Linked DNA regions of Rattus norvegicus: region 2 is linked to region 1. Evidence: chromatin contacts called from public Hi-C data. All regions are on one chromosome and are shown on one strand. Each heading gives the region's core, a stretch centred on a gene start, on an enhancer-like site or on the middle of the called end of the contact. The rest is flanking DNA. Distances are from core to core; before and after follow the strand shown.

Region 1 (5,440 bases), core at 1,418-3,917:
GACTGACTGTCTTGGATGTTTTCAGCAAACAGTTGGTGTTACAGCACTTCCTAGTCCCCAGGGAGCTCCTGTGGCAGCACTGGGAGAGACAGATCTTTGTGTTGAAGGACATTGGGGTAAAGAAGAGAGACAGAAGTAACAGAGTATCATTTCCGTGTTGAAGTTGCATAATGAGGGCTAGAGAAATCAGAGTACGACACTATCCCCTCTCTGGAGGCGCTGCCCTCCTATCTCCCTATCTCCCAAACAGTGGTTCCCCGCCCTTGTCAGGGAGAGATGTGAGCAGGCTTCAGAGGCTGTTTTCTTTAAAGGCTCAGATGCAGGAAGCCTTGATTCACTGATGCCTGAGGATATCTAACAGACAAAACAAAAAACACAGAAAACAAAAAACCACCCTACCTTTTACCTTCACTTCCTCTCTTTTGCCTTAGACCTTGGGTCTGCTTTCCGCTTTGCACACAACATGCAACTATTTAAAGAATGTCTATCTCAAAATGGTCGGGGGGGGGGGGGGGTTCAGCTCTAAATAAACCGGTGTCTCTTATTCCCCTTCAAGCCTGAAGCACAAGCCAGCTCGGTACAGACACGATGATACTGTCCTCCATGAGCTTGTATGACTCCCTGTTCCATATTCCCCAAAGTAGCACCTCAAAATCCCTGGTAGCTATGCTGACACCTTCCGGAAACAGAGAGCTTTACAGGGAGACCAGCCCAGGGTGACACTCACCCCCTACACAGGGGCAGTCACCACTCTATGGAGACTGAGGCCATGCTTTGATGATTTCCCTGGAGCACTAGACCCTGAACAGAGATGATCCTCACCCAGACGGCCCTGAGCCTTAAATGCCCTTGTGTACAGCACCCCTCTTGCCCCTGCCCCTACCTCTCCCTGTTCAATCCTGAAATTAGCAGTACCTCCCCACAGCGGTCCTTTGCCTTTTCAGTATAGCAGATACAAAGGCCTCCTGTCCACTCTGCTATAAAATCAATTCCGTGTCTTCAAAGCAAACAAACAAACAAAAGACCTCATTCTTGGAAATCTACATGGAGAGATTAATAAAGCATTTCTTCATTTCTTCTGTCTCCTTATCTCACTGGAAGGACAACTTAGGTTTTTATTTTTATTGTAACCCTATCCCACATGGAACTTTCTGGAACAGACCCCTCCTCCCCTACGAAAGCTTCACAGCTTCCTGAGGATTAGGTTACTCCAAGTTCTACTCACCCTAAAGATACTTCATACAATCAAAACTCTTGTTGTGGTCAGGAGGAGTCTGCAGGTCCTAACTGCTCGACGAGCACCTACGTGGATATCACCCCAGAGCCTTGGTTATAGAAACTGATTTTGAGCGCCTTCTCAAACAAGACTAGTGGGTATCAGGAAACGAGGAGTGTTGGTGGTATTGTGACTGACACACTCCCAAAAGCCTAGTTGTTGTTTGTTCGGGAGATTTGCCAAAATTAATGTTTACAGCACGTCTCACTTCAAAACTCTACCAAAATGCGCCCCTGAACAAGCAGCAGTAAGTCCTAGCATGGCTCCCTTTGCGGTGGCCCTCTGCTGTTCTCCTGCGGACTTACGCGTCCATCAGTAGATTCCTTCCTATCTTAAAAGTGGAATGACTATATAGCCATGGTCCTGGAGACCCTCGGAGCCTTGTTCTGTAAGCCTTCGCAGCGCGAAGTTCCGAGAAGTTTCAGTGGGAAGCGATTGCTACGATTACTTTCCTGGGAATCTGGAAACTAAGTCTCCACCTCGGTCCCCAAAACTGGGAAGCTGCGCAAAGCGCGCCCACTATCATTCTCCCGCCTCTAGAGCTCCGGCACAGAAGTCCCGCACTGAGTTCTAGCAGAACCTGGTAGGACAGCACCTCAGGACGCCTTCCCAAGCACGCTCTCTCCCTGCCCGCACTGGCTGGTCCGGTTCCCGCTTTGCGCAACAGGGATCCTGGCGGTAACCAGCGGACTCCAAGACCCTAACGACACAGCAGACAAGGGTGGCTGCAACCTAGACTGGGTTTCCTGGGGCTCAGGTCAGGGGGACCTTCTGCAGTACCCTTCCTTCTCTCTGCAGACAGTGGCAGCAAGGCTAACCCTTCCCAGGACTGCAGGGATTGGGGCAAGCGTCCCAAATCCTAACAGCTCAAAACCTGTGCTGCAAACCAGGGACTGTGCTCGGTGCGCGCGGAGTCGGTGCCGTCCCGGAGTAAGCTCGCGAGCAGGGGACCCGGGCGTTCCGACCTCTTAGTTGTGCGGTACCAATGCATAGCACCATCCCGGGGCACTGACTGATCCCCAACGGGGGACACTACTACAAATGGGACCTAGTCACGGCGCCAGTAGCAGGGCCGCGCGCAGTAGGGATGCAGGCTTACGTCTGGAGCAGGCGGGGCTCCAAAGCAATCCTTCAAGCTGCCCGAAGCCTGGAACTTGGACCCGGAGAGGAAGCCACGGGTCCCCGAGGGGCCGAGTCCGACGGTTCCACCTGCAGTCTCCCCCAGAACCCCCGCGCGGCCAAACCCGTTCAGTGCATGGAGGGCGGTGGTTGGAGGGACTCTGCAGGACAGGTAGCATCGCCCAGGACAAGAGCAGCGGGCTCTCCTCACAGAGCTGACCCGAACGTTGAAAGAAACCCTGCCCATGACTGTCCGAGCCTCCGACTCCAAGCCACGGGAGTGGAGGACTGTCCGCTTGGGGACTAGCTGCAGGGCACTGAGCGAGCCACTGAGAAGTCTGTGCTCACTGACTGACCTACGGACAGGCAGGAGGTGGCACCCGATGGAGGGAGGAAGGGACGGGGAGAAAAAGATTGACTCTGAAGTCACCAGGACTCAGGCCACGCGACCTGTGTGCTGGAGGAGCGAGGAGGGTGGATCTTACCCTCTTTGGGGCGTCGGCTCGGCGACTGTGCTCCTCCGGAGCAAGGGCGGGGGGCCGTTTCGTGAACATATCTTTATCCTCTGTCCACTCTTATCTCGGTCGCTCTTCTCTGCTCTATGGATCTCTAGGAGAGGCAACTACGGGTGTCTTTCTCCTCACTCGGAGTGAAGTTGTAGTCAGGGGACAGGAGCCCCATATTTTGTTGCTGGGCAGACCCCACCCTCAGACCACTCCCTCCCTTCACTCACGTCTCTGGGTCCTACCCATAACCCTTAATGAGACAGCTCCTCCATACCCAGCCCTGCCTTCAAAAAAGTTCATTTTCTATGGCAGATGGAGAGCCAAGAGTCTCCTGCCCCCATCCCCCACACCAGGAAACAAACAAACCCTTAAACTATGGGACAGGAGCAGCAAAGGCCAGAACTTAGTTGAGCCGTGTAAAGGGCTGCTCTCCTCCGAACTGTCATTATAACATCCTAGAATGCTCTATCCCCCCAAACAGGAATCTAACCAGGCAAGTATCAAAATGACTGCCTCCGGGCACTGGCAATCCAATGTTGTTTGTTGTGTTGGAAGAGACGTAAGGTTTTGAAGGCAGACATTATCTGCGTTACACAAATTGTAAATCTGTCTTCTGCTACAGGTTTAGGGGGAAAACTGCATTTGCGAGCCAGCTTGGCTGCTCAAGCCCTATGGGCCAGAACTCCAGCCTGGCATTGCCGGACAAGAACAAGGCTGAAATCAGGGACCGGCAAATTTGTGCCTGTCAGACAGACCCAGCCCCATTCCTGTGGCAGCAAAGAGAGAGAACAGTGTCGACATTCCAAAGCAAAGGTTGCATTGAAGGCCAAGGCAATTCTTAAATATTTATCGAAAAAAGAAAAAAATTTTAAAAGGATAACAAAGATTTAAATTTTCTTAGACATGACTTTTAAGTGTATTTTTATTCAAAATTTCAAAGACTGTTCAAGGTTATACCGTAGCCCATCTCCATTAGAGAAGGCCACATATAGTAGACAATAGGACCTGCCCCTTGAGTACAAGCGTGGACAAAAAGGCACATTTGTACAACTGGAAGGAAGTGGTAATGGGTGCTTTGCCTCAGAAAAGACATGCAGTGTGGGAAATGCCATCTACGTGTAGTTAAAGACGTGGGGCACGGGTTGGGGATTTAGCTCAGTGGTAGAGCCCTTGCCTAGCAAGCGCAAGACCCTTGGTTCGGTCCCCAGCTCCGAAATAAAGAAAAAAAAAAAAAAAAAAAGACGTGGGACACTGATTTCAAGTTATCCCAGCATCTGTGAGGAATGCAGTTTCTAACAAGCGTTTCATAATTCACAACCTCCCAGTGTTCCAGCATGGCAGACTCTGCACTAAGCACTACACACACACACACACACACACACACACACACACACACACACACACACGTATCCTTTTTAACTCAGAGATGGGAGGCAGCTGGAGTAACCAGTCATCTATTTGGCAGTGACCTGACAGTCCCCAGAGATGGTGGCATTTTGTGACTGAGTTCTTACTGAGACACTGCCTTAGCACACACCTCCACTCACAGGGCCCCTGTCGGAGAATCCAGAGCCCAGGAGACACATCTGCCAACTCCACCTGAGGGCCAGAGTTGAGCAGTCTGCAAATGGGTGTCCGTTCTTGAAGTCGCAGATGAGTTTCTTTTCCCAGTTCTGCCCCCTGGTGGAGCTGTGGGAGCTATGAAACAGAAATAGCTAAGTAGATTCTTACCCTGTTCCTTGCTCCACTATGCTAGGTTCCAGAGGCGGCTACTGTACTGATGAGGTAACTGCTCTAAATACTCCCTCCTAATAGCTCCAGCCGCCATGAGTATCAGGAGCAGTAGCTGAGGTACTTTTTGCTGCTTGGGAGCACAGTATGAGAAATGAGGGTGAGCGTCTATGTTTAGACTTTGTAATTTAATACTGTAAGAAATCAAACATGTCTTATTTTCAAGTTAATTATGCAGCGTGCTCACAGTGATTTTTTTACTGATCACTGTGGCATTATTCCTTTAGAAAATCATGTCACGGACTTAAACTTACATTATTAGAGCTGTGGTTGTGAGCTTTGCAAGGGAAGTGCTCTACAACTGGACTCCCAGCCCCTCAGTTAACAAATGATTAATCACTGTCCAGCGTCTTAAAATACTCTTGTTTTGCAAAAAAATAAATAAATAAATAAAAAATTAGTATTTCTGGTACCATTCTGAAAGTTTTATTGTCTAGCATTTCAGGCATATATCAAACTAGTCATATAATTTAAAAGAAAAAAACAAACATTAAAGAAATTTATGGTGATTACTGACAAAAATACTCATTTGTGTGTTAGTCATAGAAATAATTTTCTGTGCCTTCATCTTCTTCAACTGAGTCATATGAATAAATAGGAACCTTCCTTAAAAGTAAGGATCTCGGTTGAACTCCACTGCCCCTGCGTGGGATATGAGTCTCGACCCCAGTGCACTGGTTCCTATCAATAAACCTCATGTTTATTACAACAAGGACGGTCTCACATGAGTTCTTGGGAGGTCGCATCA
Region 2 (5,440 bases), core at 1,512-4,011, 190 kb before region 1:
AGCTGTAAGGCTTTTTCTCAGTTAGTGATCAAGGGGCATGGCCCATTGTGGGTGGTGCCATCCCTGGACTGATGGGTTCTATAAGAAAGCAAGCTGAGCAAGCCAGGGGGAAGCAAGCCAGTAAGCAGCATCCCTCCATGGCCTCTGCATCAGCTTCTGCTACCTGACCTGCTTGGATTCCTGTCCTGACTTCCTTTGGTGATGAACAGCAATGTGGAAGTGTAAGCTGAATAAACCCTTTCCTCCCCAACTTGCTTCTTGGTCATGACGTTTGTACAGGAATAGAAACCCTGACTAGGACATTTATTTTATCTTTTTCTTCTAAGAGAAAAGCTTTAATGAAAACTCATTATCTAACTATAATTTTGATATTTCAGGTCCATTTAAAGACTTTATAACAGTACTATGAATTAATGCCTCATAATGTACTTTAGAATGAAGACCATTTATTCTTGGCAAGATGTATTTTATTAGTTTTGTTGTGGTTTCCTTGACTCAAAGCCTCAAGTAGCAGCCCAGGTTAGCTTCAATCTCCTTGTGTAGTTGATTGAAGGTGACCTTGAATTCTCAACCTCTTACATCTACCTCCAAGTGCTGGGATCTCATGTGTGTACCCACAAGCATCACGAGCCATTATTTTTTTTTACAACTGAGAACTTGCCAAATATTTCGTCACCTGCCAAAAATCTAGAGCCAGTCTCCTCGATAGAGTCATAGGACCATTTGAATACTCTTAAGTTAATCCATTTTAAATCATACCTTAAACTACCATACCTTAGCATACCAATGTTCTTGCATAAACAATCTAGTACATTCTGGACACACCACTCAAATCACAGTGAATGATTATTTTTATTTTTTTATTTTTATTTTACAAAAAACTGCCAAAAGGAACAGGCAAACTATAGTAAGTTCTCAAATTATTAAATATTGTTCCACAGCAAAATTACACTGACCTCTGTACCATCACCCTGACAGATGTAATCTTCTAGAATATGCGTGTGTCCTTTTTATAGTAGCTGATAGTGGTTCAGTTGATTGCTTATGGCATTTTGTCTTGACCAGGAGGACAGTGTTTACTACAAAAATTCATTTTGAGGGGGAAGGCAATATTTCATACTTCAAAGGCCAACAGAATAAAATGATCTCAAGATGTATATTGCCTTATGGGTTTCCAGCGAAATAAGGTGTCAATCTTATTTTGGGGTATGACAAGCTAACTAATCACAGGCAAACTAGCTTTTAGATAGCACTTCAATCATTCCGCTCTATGCCAGCCATTGTCTGTTGAAAAGCGTTGTCTGTTTTATGCTCCCTGGAACATCTCAGCATACAAGAACTACAGTTTTCAGGGAAATAAACTGAGAATGGCTGTGTTCAAGTTGGCACTAGACTCTCCAGCCTTCCCACTGGTGATGTCGGGGCTCAATGGCACAAGTATCAAGGGGAGTTTATCCTTCTCAACAGAGGGAAGGGGAGAGGGGCATGAAAATGAATCTTAATTAAGTGTGAGCGCTGATGCCTGAACTATCTTCATGGATGGAGATGCCTGATTAGTGGCCGAGGAAGGCTCTGCCGAGACATCGGTATCTTCCCATAAACCAGATAACCACTGCTTTGCAGTGTAATAACAAAAATGGCTCTTTACATGTATGAACTGTTTCCTTTTCCTTTTACTATTTATATATTTAAGGCTATAAACTGAAATGTAATTGTATTATAAATTAAAATGTAATTTCAGAGAAAAGTCACATCAAGTCATGCCTTATGGTCTGCTGCCTTCAGAAGTGAATGCATTAGTGTGAGGTCGGACACCGCTTCCGAGAGGAAGCAAACAGTTACATATTCCAACATAGTCCCTTATTCTTGACAGTTGCTACTGCACATTAAAGACAATGCCACCTTGCACACGTACCACAGTTCTCTTCGTCACTGTCGTCATCACAGTCAGCCTGGCCGTCGCATCTTCTGGAACCCAGAACGCATCGTCCCGAGCGGCACTTGAAGTGACTCGGAGAGCATTCTGTCAAAAAGAAGTGCTTCCCTCAGTGGGCAGAATTGTAAAGGGGTCAGCCTACACCCATGTTTGCATTTGGGGTGTTGTCTATGGGCAAGTACTAAAGAAAGAACGGCTAGCCTCACAGCGGAAATGCCTGAAGTTCACGCGGCTTTCGTCTCTCTGCTAATCTCCACCCTTCTCCTTCATTCTTGGTGCTATCTCTTCAAATGTTATCTGTGCCTTATAACAACTAAGCACCTTTCCAAATAGACACCAAACAACGGCCCCAACCCCAGAATCCCTTGTGCAATCCATGATGCTAATTTCCCGGAAGTTCTAGCCTTTCCCTTGATTGATCAGTCCTAAAGTCTACTTTTCTATTAATAATCCTCCTGTTAATAATTCACTGCCGTCTCACTTAGAAGAACCAAGGGTTGGTGCTCATCATTAGCTTCCTGGCCCCTAAAACAAGCAGCATCCACAACTAGCCAGTGAAGTATGACTAAGCTCACCTTGGAGTTCATTTTTATTGCTTAAAATTATTTTACACATGATAGTAATGACAGCAGCAAACCAGTAGGCGCCAGAGCCTTCTAGAACAATCAAGTAATTTTTAACCTCATTTCCCTACACGGCCTAATTGACAACTACATAGAAAACCAACATCAGCCCTCCCCAACTCAGACTGCAAAGAGCGGCTGACACAATGTTAGATGCCCTACTGGAATAAACCGGAACATTAACCTTCCACGTCTTCATTGGGCAGGAGGCAAGTTTGATTGTCTGAACTTTGCTCTGGAAATTGACTGCAATCTGTGTCTTCAGGCCACTGGAGGCCTACGATCCCCAGAACAGACTCACAGCGCTCTTTGGAGTGCTCACACAGGAGTCTACAAGCAGAAAGAGAATGTGTCAGAAGCCAATGTATGCTCAGCATGCATTTTGGTTTAAATTCTATGCGGGACTGTGTAAAGAAGCATGTAGAAACATACAGGCATGAGCATTACATATATATATATATATATATATATATATATATATATATATATATATATATATATATATACAATATCTTGACAAGAGGAGCCAGCTGCCTTCACTACAATAGAATACTGCAGACACAAAATTAAATATTCTCCAAGCTCAGACCCCCTTCCCTTTGGCTCTCTACTTATCTGTCTTTTGGGTAAACATTCTCTAGCCTTTGGTTCTAAGCAAAGGAATGCCCAGCATTCCCCACAGTCTGTCACCATGGACTAAGGACAAGAGACTCCAGCCAAATGTCCTCTGATGAGGGGGAGGGCCACATGTTATGCTGGCTTATCTGGGGCCCTGCCTCTGTTTCCCCCTCTTCAGCTGTCATCAATACTGCTTATTTGTTTGTTCTAAAGGTAAAACTCAGTTTCTAGCTTAGGTTTGGAATTTTCAACAAAGATGAATGTGGGCCATTCTCACGTTCAGCTTGAAGAAGTGGTAGGTTCAATATTATTCCACCGCTACTGCTGCATTTGAGTTCTGCTGTGGATATTACAACAAGTATAGGAACTCAGTCATAGCTGTGCTCTTAAAGAAACCATTTTCTCTATTACTTTGGAACCTTACCATAAAATGTAAATAGTACTAACAGCCCCACCAAAAGCTTAAGGAAGTTAGCTCTTGTCAAGATCTGTGTGGGGCTCAGTAGTAGGCACTTGCCATGATGGTGCAACTTCGGTCAAAGGGGATTTTGAACCCAAGACATAATAATCCTCAACTTTTTTCCACGCTGGGAGGCTCAGTAAGGCTGGTTAACTTCTGATGTGCAACTTAAAAAACTAAATGTCAATGTGATATATTACGTTTGTTGTTTTTTTTTTCCCAGTTTTTTTTTTTTATTAACTTGAGTATTTCTTATATACATTTCGAGTGTTATTCCCTTTCCCAGTTTCCGGGCAAACATCCCCCTCCCCCCTCCCCTTCCTTATGGGTGTTCCCCTCCCAACCCTCCCCCCATTGCCGCCCTCCCCCCATAGACTAGTTCACTGGGGGTTCAGTCTTAGCAGGACCCAGGGCTTCCCCTTCCACTGGTGCTCTTACTAGGATATTCATTGCTACCTATGGGGTCAGAGTCCAGGGTCAGTCCATGTATAGTCTTTGGGTAGTGGCTTAGTCCCTGGAAGCTCTGGTTGCTTGGCATTGTTGTACTTTTGGGGTCTCGAGCCCCTTCAAGCTCTTCCAGTTCTTTCTCTGATTCCTTCAATAGGGGACCTATTCTCAGTTCAGTGGTTTGCTGCTGGCATTCGCCTCTGTATTTGCTGTATTCTGGCTGTGTCTCTCAGGAGAGATCTACATCCGGCTCCTGTCGGTCTGCACTTCTTTGCTTCATCCATCTTGTCTAATTGGGTGGCTGTATATGTATGGGCCACATGTGGGGCAGGCTCTGAATGGGTGTTCCTTCAGTCTCTGTTTTAATCTTTGCCTCTCCCTTCCCTGCCAAGGGTATTCTTTTTCCTCATTTAAAGAAGGAGTGAAGCATTCACATTTTGATCATCCGTCTTGAGTTTCCTTTGTTCTAGGGATCTAGGGTAATTCAAGCATTTGGGCTAATAGCCACTTATCAATGAGTGCATACCATGTATGTCTTTCTGTGATTGGGTTAGCTCACTCAGGATGATATTTTCCAGTTCCAACCATTTGCCTACGAATTTCATAGACTCGTTGTTTTTGATAGCTGAGTAATATTCCATTGTGTAGATGTACCACATTTTCTGTATCCATTCCTCTGTTGAAGGGCATCTGGGTTCTTTCCATTTTCTGGCTATTATAAATAAGGCTGCGATGAACATAGTGGAGCACGCATCTTTTTTATATGTTGGGGCATCTTTTGGGTATATGCCCAAGAGAGGTATAGCTGGATCCTCAGGCAGTTCAATGTCCAATTTTCTGAGGAACCTCCAGACTGATTTCCAGAATGGTTTTACCAGTCTGCAATCCCACCAACAATGGAGGAGTGTTCCTCTTTCTCCACATCCTCGCCAGCATCTGCTGTCACCTACGTTTGTTGTTTTGTCCATGTTTAAGCACCCTCGCATTCCTGGAGGGAATCTAATTTGATAATTGTGAATAGTATATTTATGTAAATCAATAAAAATTAGAGCTGGTTCTCTAAAACAAAATAAATGTTAAGGTTAATAAACGGACTCAGTAGAACCAGCTATGCATTAATCCATAAGTTCAGGAGCATATTAGGACGGTATAATAAGATAGCTTTATGCCTACATAACAGAGTGCTCCTATTGCTGGCACTGAAATCGAAAGGCATTATTAAAGCTAAGGAACAGAGTTAAAGTCACCCAGACAGGTTCATCAACATGTCCACTCCACAGCACCTTGGAACTGTTTATGATCTAGTCCCTTTAGGTTATAAACCTTAAACCACGTGATTCAGTGCGGATATACACT

The links. Hi-C and Micro-C count contacts between places; a contact is called where the count stands out from the background.
Region 2: a Hi-C map of liver shows a contact between it and region 1, with 5 times the contacts expected there. The contact joins the enhancer-like site here to the promoter of Corin in region 1. A contact is called at or near these places in 11 of 12 Hi-C or Micro-C datasets (the A7r5 cell line, the Rat2 cell line, Schwann cells and 7 more).

The regions. Positions count from the first base shown.
Region 1 is chr14:36,032,793-36,038,232 of GRCr8, reverse strand. It overlaps Corin (corin, serine peptidase), which reads right to left and starts at 2,667. Exons shown (of 22, transcript NM_182473.2): 1 at 2,376-2,667. The coding sequence starts at 2,642.
Region 2 is chr14:36,221,627-36,227,066 of GRCr8, reverse strand. It overlaps Corin (corin, serine peptidase), which reads right to left. Exons shown (of 22, transcript NM_182473.2): 12 at 2,744-2,889; 13 at 1,916-2,023. Among named protein-coding and RNA genes, the nearest start is that of Atp10d, 140 kb to the left of the region's middle. Within about 2 kb of position 2,761, at least 1 of the 93 cell types and tissues checked has an H3K27ac peak or open chromatin away from gene starts, as enhancers often do. A contact at or near this core is called in liver, where this site is marked.